2 separate regions of the Ovis aries genome follow, and region 1 is linked to region 2. A link is a contact called in public Hi-C data. All regions are on one chromosome and are shown on one strand. The core of a region is the stretch at or near the end of the contact, and the rest is flanking DNA. Distances in the headings are between cores, read along the strand shown. Region 1 has its middle 36 kb from the start of FBRSL1. Region 2 overlaps FBRSL1 (fibrosin like 1).

Region 1 (4,602 bases), core at 292-2,791, 62 kb before region 2:
TGAGCCTGTGCTCTAAATCCCGGAAGCCACAACTACTGAGCACCAAAGGCCTGGATCCTACGCTCTGCAAAAGAGGAACCACTGCAGTGAGAAGCCCACGCACCGCAACTAGAGCAGCCCCACTCGCTGCAGCTGGAGAAAAGCCCAATAACAACGAAGACCCAGCACAGCCAAAAATAAACAAATATATAAAATTATTTTTAGAATGGCCAACCCAATATTTTCTATCCCCCATGTGCTTCCAGAACCTTGCAACCTGCCACGCACCGATGGTGGAGCCTCGTCCCCTCCCTTTGAAACTGGATGGGCCCCTGTGGCTGCCTCAGTGAGAAGAGCGGTCAGAAAGGATGCTTCAGCCTTCTGAGGCTCGGTTGTCAAGAGCCAGAGTCTCCACCTGGTTTTCTGTCTGCGCTCTGGATGCTTGCTCCTGACACCAGCCGCCACTCTGTGAGGAAGCCCAAGCAACATAGCGAGGCCAAACCTGGGAGATGACCTCAGCCCCAGCTCCTGCCAAGTGAGCAGTGACCAGCCTTGCCCAACAAGACTTGCCCAAACCGCAGATTCACAAACGCACACACAATTTAAAAATCAGTGCTGTTGTAGTTGTGTGCCGCTAAGTTTAGGTGGTTTGCTACTCAACAGCAGGGAGTTGAAAAGTGTCTGCTCCCTCAGGGACCTTGGACAAGTCACTTAGTACCTCTGTGCACGTTTCCACATCTGTGCGTGTGTGCATGCTAAGTCACTTCAGCTGTGTCCAACTCTGCAACCCTATGGATCATAGCCGGTCAGGCTCCTCTGTCCATGAGCTCCTCCAGGCAAGAATACTGGGGTCGGTTGCCATGCCCACCTCCAGGTGATCTTCCCGACCCAGGGATCAAACCTGCCTCTTACATCTCCTGCATTGGCAGGCAGTGCGAGAGGATAAACTGCCCTTATTTCCAGTGGCCTGGTTTGTGGTGACATCACAGCAGACAAAGGCTTGAAAGGCTTGTCCCCGCCCCCCTTGGACAAAGGCAGAAAGTCTTCACTGTTACTTGCCAAGCACCCGGATCTGCCCCTGGATTCCAGCTGGGTGAAAATGTTCACTTTAAAGTAATAATAAAATGAAATCCCACTTGCTGCAGGCCCACTGGCTCCTAACGGGATTCCTGGGATGGAACCTTCTAGCGAGCGTCTGCTCCTTGGCGGATAGGGCTGTTCTCGCGAGAGTTGGCATTGAGTGCTGGCACCACGGGCATAGGCGTGGAGAGGAGAAGACCACTCCCGGCCCCGCCCCCACCCCGGCCCAGGCACACACTGCTGCCGGCCGCTCTCCCCAGCTGCCCTGTGCCGAGCCCAGGTCCCCAGCTGGAAAGCTCAGCCAAGGCGTGGGCACGGCCCTGAGATCCCACATCACCCCCCAGGCTCTGCTTCCTGCGTTGCCTGGTGGAGGTAGGGGATTTGCATTTGCAGCCCAGCAGCCACCACCTGCCTTTCCAGAGCCGGCAGCTCTGAGGCTGTTCACCACTGCGGAGAGATGTTGCCAAGTGGAGCCCGGGGCAGGGCTGGGCTGCAGCTGTTCCGGGCCTTCTCCTCCAAAGCGTGGCCTTCAAGCCTTTGCTTCCTCCCTGCCTTCGGGAGTTTTGCCAAAGGCGTTTAAGCGAGGAGCCAGCCTCTCTCCCCACCCCCACCTTCCAGAACAGAAGCAGGGTTGTTCAATCCAAGGGGAGACAAAGACCCCCCAGAAGCCTTGGAGCCAGGCCCTGCTATGTGCCCAGGCTGTGTCCTCCAGCCTGTCTGTGAGCACATGTGCATGCCGCGTGGACACACATGTGGACACAGCACATGGGCCCACAGGAGCACACGTGCACAAGGAGATACAGGTGTGTCTGCAGGTTCATACATGTCTGCCTCCTCTTATGGACACGGAGGCCCATGAGGCACGTGCATTTGCTACTGTTTGCGCATGCAGGGCTGGAGTCAGGCATGTGAGTCTGAGTCCGGGCACCCATGTGTTTGTGAGCGTCTGGAAATATGTGTGGACGTCTATGTCTGAGTTGCAGCTGGGCCCGGGTAGGCGTGAGTGTGTGTGGGTGTATGTATGTGAGGGGGTGTTTGCATGTGCTTGGGTGTGTGTGTGAGAGTGTGTATATCCATGTGTGCTTGTGTGAGAGTGTGTGTTTGAGTGTGTGTGTGTATGTGAGAGTCTTGTGAGTATGTGTGTGCAGGTGTGCTCATGTTTACCTTGGCAGTTTCTACATTTGAAGTACACGTGTGGATTTGCGTGTGTCCTCTCCATACCCACGTGTGTGCTCGTGGGATGTGCAGGATGGAACAGCGTTAATGCGAGGGGGTGGGCAGAAGAAGTTGCACCTGCCAGGGGCGGGTCTTCCGAGGTGGGGAGTCTGTCCTGTGTTGCCATCGGAGGGCTGGTGTTGGGAGTGATCTGGACACAGCCTCTCCTCTCCTGCGCTGCCCTCCCAGGACAGGTGTTTCTCCAGTGGGTGCATAGATAGGGGTGGGGAGGTGGTCCCAGAGGCCAGCACCAGGTGAGAGCTCACTGGTCCCCCTGCAGAGGTCCCCCAAGCTCCCGGCATCTGTCTCTCTAGCTCAGGCCCAGGCTAGAGGAGAAGTGAGGTAGGTACAGAGAAAGAGGAAACCGAAAACCCCCTGGAGGAATGGAGCACGTGCATCTGAGAGCAACTTCTGAAGGGCTTGCTGCCCTGCCAGCGGCCCGAGTCCCTGCTGGTCCAGCCTGTTTCCTCCTCCAGGGCCCGAGTCCCGCCCCAGCCCCGGATAGAGGGAACAGCAGCCCTATTCACTGCCTGAACAGTCCCCATTACAAGCTTCCCTTGGAGGAACCTGAGGTCTTAATGCTGCCACTGCGAGAATGGGGTTAGGTCACCAGTAAGAGGAATTTGCGGCATTTGAGACAGGTCTAGCCTAGGCAATGGCACCTCACTCCAATACTCTTGCCTGGAGAGTCCCAGGGACGGAGGAGCCTGGTGGGCTGCCGTCTCTGAGGTCGCGCAGAGTCAGACACGACTGAAGCAACTTAGCAGCAGCAGCAGCAGCAGCCTAGAGCTGGGGAGGTGGGACAGAGCAGTGCCTGCAGGCCGGGTAGGCTGAGTCAGAAGGCTGCTGTGAAACCAAACAGGAGGGCTGCGGTGGGGATGGAGGGTTGTTTATTGAAAAACAACAAAAACAAAGGAGTTGTTGGTGCCTTAACGCTGTTTCTTGATCGCTGCTGATCAACCATCCTCAGCACGGGACATGGGCATCATGAGACCCCAGGTCTGGGCCGGACAGGCCTTCCCTGAGGTCTGAGGTGGGGGCTCAGCTCCAGAATAGTAGGGCATCGGCTGGGGGGGCTTCCAGAAGAAGAGCTTGAGACCATGGGGACCCCTCTACTTGCTTTCTTTCCACATCATGACCCATGTGCACCCAAAGGTGGCTGGGAACCCAGCGCTGTGACTGGGGCTCAAGAGCACTTGCCGAGAGCACCATCCCCAAATTTGCTCCACGTTTTCCCCACAAAGGTGCAGGGATGCAGGAATGGTCCTCCCTGGGCTGGGTGCTGTGTGACCAGTCAGTGTGGGACCCACCCTACTGCCCAGTCCATCCTCCGTCCTCAGCCACCTTGCCAAGGGGGAGACACCTTGACAGCTGCACCTGCCAGGCCCCCCGTCCACTGGCTTCTGCTCCAGCCGGCCAGCCAGGAGGGCGTCCCCTCCCAGTCCCCAGGGCTCACTGCACTTACTTTGGAGGTGAAGCCTCCCATTCCGGCCAGTTCCGGCTCCTCAGCACTGCTCTGCCTTGCCCGCATGTCTGTAAGTCATCTATTTACAAGTTTTCTTTGAATTCTGTTTCCAGCTGGTAGCCTGGATGATACAAGCAGAAACCCAGCAGGGCTCCACCACTGCCTGGAAAGAGCCCTGAGCCTAGACACACAAGAGCCAGAGATGAGGGATGTTCCTGTGAGTCCTTTTCCTCCAAACCAAGCAGACATCCCCACTGCCTCACCACCATCACTGTCACCAACACCCACAGCATTATCCACCCCACCCCAAACAGAGCAGCACCGACTATTGCCAACACCCAAAATACTGGTACCTCCACAAATGGAGCACCCATCTGCTATCTGGGGCTTCGGAAAGTTCCCACCCTTGGGTAGCTTCCGTTCCAGCAGTGTGGAGCAGATGGTGAACAACTGTCCATGCAGAGGCACGGCACTCGTGGGCTGGCTACCCAATCTGTGGGGCCCAGGGTACAAATTAAACACCAAGGCCCCTTGTTCAAAACATGTGGGAGGACTTCCCTGGTGGTCCAGTAGCTGAGAATCTGCCTGCCATTGCAGGGGACACAGGTTTGATCCATGGTCTGGGAAGATCCCACATGCTACGGAATAACTAAGCCAGAGGGCCACAACTACTGAGCCTGCGCGCCTAGAGCCCACTAAGGGCTCTGCAACAAGAGCATGCGTGCATGCTTAGTTGCATCCAATTCTTTGCAACCCCATGGGGTGTAGTCCAGCAGACTCCTCTGTTCTTGGGATACTCCAGGCTGGAGTGGGTTACCATACCCATCCGGGGATCTTCCCGACCCAGGGATCAAACCCAGGTC
Region 2 (4,408 bases), core at 1,059-3,558:
TTGCACTCAGCCAGCCCTTGGTTTGAACCCCCACCACTGGGCAGCAAAGCTGAGCACCTGTCAGCCTAAAACCTCCCCTGTGAGCATCAGGTCTGTGTATCCAGGGCCAATACCCTCCACCCCAGAAGCCACAGCCCCCTCACTGAGCGAGAACGAGCCAGAACACAGCTCCAAACCTTCCTTCACTTCAGTGGGGAGCTTGGCTTCTGCCCCGGGGATCGGGCCAGGAACGGGGAGCCATCTTCCACTGCTCACTTCCCCCAGGCCAGCCCTTTGCTTCCACTTCCTAACTCTCCTTCTGAACAGGATTTCATTAGAAAATTAAAGTGGAAATAAGAATTCATCATACAGAATGCACCTAATAGGGTACAGCCAAAGCAGTGTTCAGAGAGACCGCTAGCCTCGGTGCTCATGTTGGAAAAGATGAGTTCAAGATGAGTGACATGAAGAACCTACAAGAGCAGAGAGTCATATGGAAGAAAGGGAGGAATCTGAATGAGAGCGTAATCAATGAGCAAGAAAGCAAGCGATAGGGGAAGTGAACAAAATCGAAAACTTTCCTGGAAAGCATCAACGAAATTGAGAACTCCCCTGTACTTAGATTGATCAAGTGAAAAGGAACACAGATTACCAACATTAGGAACTAAAATGGGAATACCACTGCAGGTGCTACAGACATTGAAAGAATGGGGCATAAACAATTTTATCCCAGTAATTGAACAACTTAGCTGAGATGAACAAAGTTTTTGAGAAATACAACTTAGCAAAACTGACTTAAGATGAAAGTTCCCGTCGTTCCCTCATTGAGTTGTGTCCAACTCTTTACGACCCCATGAACTGTAGCCCACCAGGCTCCTCTGTCCTACACTATCTCCCAGAGTTTGCTCAGATTCATGTCCATTGAGTCAGTGATGCTGTCTAACCGTCTCATCCTCTGCCATCCCCCTCCTCCTGCCTTCAGTCTTTCCCAGCATCAGGGTCTTTTCCCCTGAGTCAGCACTTCACATTAGCGGGTCAAAGTATTGGAGCTTCAGCATCAATCCTTCCAATGAATATTCAGGGTTGATTTCCTTTAGGATTGACTGGTTTGATCTCCTTGCTATCCAAGGGACTCTCAAAGAGTCTTTTCCAGCACCTCAGTTTTCAGTGCTCAGCCTTGTGTTACAGCTCTCACATCCACACATGACTGCTGGAAAACCGTAGCTTTGATTATATGGACCTTTGTTGACAAAGTGATGTCTCTGCTTTTTAGTACATGGTCTAGGTCTGTCATAGCTTTCCTTCCAAGGAGCAAGCGTCTTAAAATTTCATGGCTGCAGTCACCATCCACAGTGATTTTGGAGCCCAAGAAAATAAAATCTCTGCTTCTACTTTTTTCTGTTCTATTTGCCATGAAGTGATGGGACCGGATGCCATTATCTTAGTTTTTTGAACATTGAGTTTCAAGCCACTCTCCTCTTTTGCTTTCATCAAGAGATTCTTTAGTTCCTCTTCACTTTCTGCCATTAGACTGGTATCATCTGCATATCTGAGGTTGTTGATATTTCTCCCAGTGATCTTCATTCCAGCTTGTGATTCATCAAGCCTGGCATTTCGCATGATGTACTCTGCATAGAAGTTGAAAAAGCAGAGAGACAATATACAGCCTTGTCATACTCTCTACCACTGAGCCACCAGGGAAGCCCTGAGATTAAATAGATGATCTGAATAGTCATGTGTCTGACTTTGTAACTGGATGTCCTTGTCTACCACTCACTGCTAGCCCACCACCTCTTACCAGCAAAGAAAAGCTGACCTTTCACAGCCGGCCCAGGCACTGTCTCCAGTGACCACACCTGTGAGGCAGAATATTGCTAGTACCATTTTTCAGAGGAGGATATGGAAACCAAAGAAAAAAAGCATCTGAGTAACTTGTCTGAGACAAGCAGGGAAAGTGATGGAGCCAGGGTTCAAACCAGGTGGCTCAACTCCAGAATCTGTGCCCTTGACCCTGACCTTTCCCTGGAAGACAGCCAGCTTCAGTTTTCCTGCCCATCTGCAGGTGGTGAGGTCCCTCTAAAGGCCCATTTGAGCATGCCCTTCCCTTGCTGAAAGCACCCTGGAAGTTCCCCTCCACCCTCAGGAAGTCTGGGTTCCTAGACATGCCCCACAGGGGCCTTTGTGGTCTGAGTTCTCCCTCCTCCCCGACCTGCCTGCTTTCCACCCCTCCCCTGCTCCCATGCCCCTCTCTTGGGCTCACCCCTCTGTGGTGTGGGGATTGCCCGTTTCTTCTCTGCACCCCCGAGCAGGCCTGGTAACTGCGAACCTGGCAGAGGGCTGGGCCCCGGAAGCTTAGTCAACACAGGGAGTGAGACAGAGCGGGGCAGAGTTCTGGATGCAATCTACACAGCCTGTCTGTGCTCTTCACCATCACATCGGTCTGCCAGGTCTATATTTGCCAGTGTAGGGGTTTTCTAATCGCAATTTTTCACACTGGGCTTGGTAGAGTCCTTCCAGAATATTCCCTCGCCCTCTGGAGGATGAATGTCGTGGTGGGGAATGAGCTCTGGCACCTGCCAGCTGTGTGGCCTTGAGCAGGTGACTGCCCCTCAGTGCCTCAATTTTCTCATCTGTACAGTGGGACAGTGGCACTTCCTCAGAGTTTTGTGTGGGTCAGTTAAAGTTCAAACCACGCTGGGTCCTAGCTAACCGCTACAGTGCCTGGCTCCCATTAACACAGACGGTTTCTCCCACTTTCCCCTCTTCTGAGGCCTGGGCTGCAGCTTAGGGGGCGGCCGAGGTGGGCTTCCCTGGGACACTGCATCCTCACCCCACCTCATCGTGAGGTCCTCGTTGGCTCTGTGCTGGCCCCAGGCAAGTGCTCCTCCTTTCTGGGCCTATTTCCTCATCTGTAAAGTGGAGCTGTCCATACTGCATGCACACGTCCCAGGTCGTAGAGATGAGAAGCTGAGTTGATGTGCGCAGTTCCTGCTAGATAGGCACATATGCCGTTGTTACCGCAGTCACTGCTTTATCATTATCTCTCATAGAATGGTTTCTCCCGCTTCCTGGGCACAGCCTGGACAGGCGAGTCTCGTCTTCGGCCTCCTTGGCGGGCTCACCTGGTCCCCTTGGGGGCAGCCATCCCGGCAGGACCCATGGGCAGAGTGTTTGGCCATTGCCTGGCTTTGGCGCAGCCGACCCCCACTCCAGATGTGGCCCTCACAGAAACCTAACGTGGGGGACTTGCTGGGGAGCCCTGTTGGGAGAAGGGTAGAGGGGAGTGGATGCCGAGGGCATAGCCCATTCGGTGTATACTTCTTCGGGCTTTGTTGTTGGTCCCTGTCTGGGCTCGATGACTGAGACACCTGCTGGAATTCCAGACGTGACATGAGTGGCGGGGGGATTTGGGGTGACAGCAGACCTGCCTGGAAACGGAAATGGGGCTGCTTTAGACCATCAGATCGGGGAGGCCTCACCCAGGAGGTGACCCAGCTTGAGGCCCAGGGACAGCTGACAAGGAGTGAGCTGACCAGAACCCCGGGGTGGGGGTGGCGTGGGGCCTGGGCAAGTGTGGCCACCACTCACTCGCAGAGGGGCCGCTGTGGGGTTTAGGCTGCACAGCGACTTGAGCTGAGGTATGTTTTTCAAAGCTCGCACTGGAGGGGGCCTGGGCAGGTGCAGGGAGGTGCTTGTGGCTTGACTCAGCTGGACAGGTGGGGACAGCAGTGGCGCAAGCTGAGTGGCTCAGCTAGAGAGTAGAGGCCAGGTGGAGCCCAGGGGACCCTGCTCTGAGCCCAGAGTCCACTGGCTTGACCGAGGGGGCAGGACCTGGTGCACCGCCCCTGCCCCTCAGCCAGAGGGCCCACACTCAGGCACAGCCAGGGTGTCATGTCACTCACGTGGCACTTGCTCACGTACCGCTCGTGTCCCCAGAGCCTGCTGGCCGTGTGTCTCTTTGGGTTGTGGCCTCAACACAGCCAGCATCTTCTGTACAATCTGTTGTGCGTCTCCATGCTTCACTCACTTAGCTGTCCACCCGGCCGAATCCCGGGGGAAGGATGTGAAACAGTGGGAGCGGAGGGCCAGCCTCCGAGGGCAGCAGCCTGCTTCCTGACCCTGTGCTGGCTGTGGGACCCTTCATTATTGTGCCAGGCCCCTGCCAGGTAGTGGGGACAAAGGACAGCCCCTGCCTACTGGGCACTTGCCATCCAGTGACCCTGCTTCACTCAGGGACACCTGGGGCTGTGGGAGCCTGAGGAGCCTCACCCGGCCTGATTGTCGCGGGAGTGGAAGGAGCATCGGAAAGGACTCCTGAGAGAAGCGGGAGTCTCCTTACAGTGGACTCCATCCTTTTGGAGCCTCCACCGGACTCACAGCCCTGAGAACCCTCCCTCTAGCCCTCCGGTCACGTGGCGGCTGCAGTACC

Evidence for each region. A called contact is a pair of places that touch in the nucleus more often than the background predicts.
Region 1: a Hi-C map of blood shows a contact between it and region 2, with 2.2 times the contacts expected there. The contact joins two enhancer-like sites. A contact is called at or near these places in 10 of 16 Hi-C or Micro-C datasets (blood, hypothalamus, liver and 4 more).

The regions. Positions count from the first base shown.
Region 1 is chr17:44,781,645-44,786,246 of ARS-UI_Ramb_v3.0, reverse strand. No RefSeq gene overlaps it. Among named protein-coding and RNA genes, the nearest start is that of FBRSL1, 36 kb to the right of the region's middle. Within about 2 kb of position 1,541, at least 12 of the 54 cell types and tissues checked have an H3K27ac peak or open chromatin away from gene starts, as enhancers often do.
Region 2 is chr17:44,720,736-44,725,143 of ARS-UI_Ramb_v3.0, reverse strand. All of the region lies in intron 2 of FBRSL1 (fibrosin like 1), which reads left to right. Among named protein-coding and RNA genes, the nearest start is that of FBRSL1, 25 kb to the left of the region's middle. Within about 2 kb of position 2,308, at least 5 of the 54 cell types and tissues checked have an H3K27ac peak or open chromatin away from gene starts, as enhancers often do.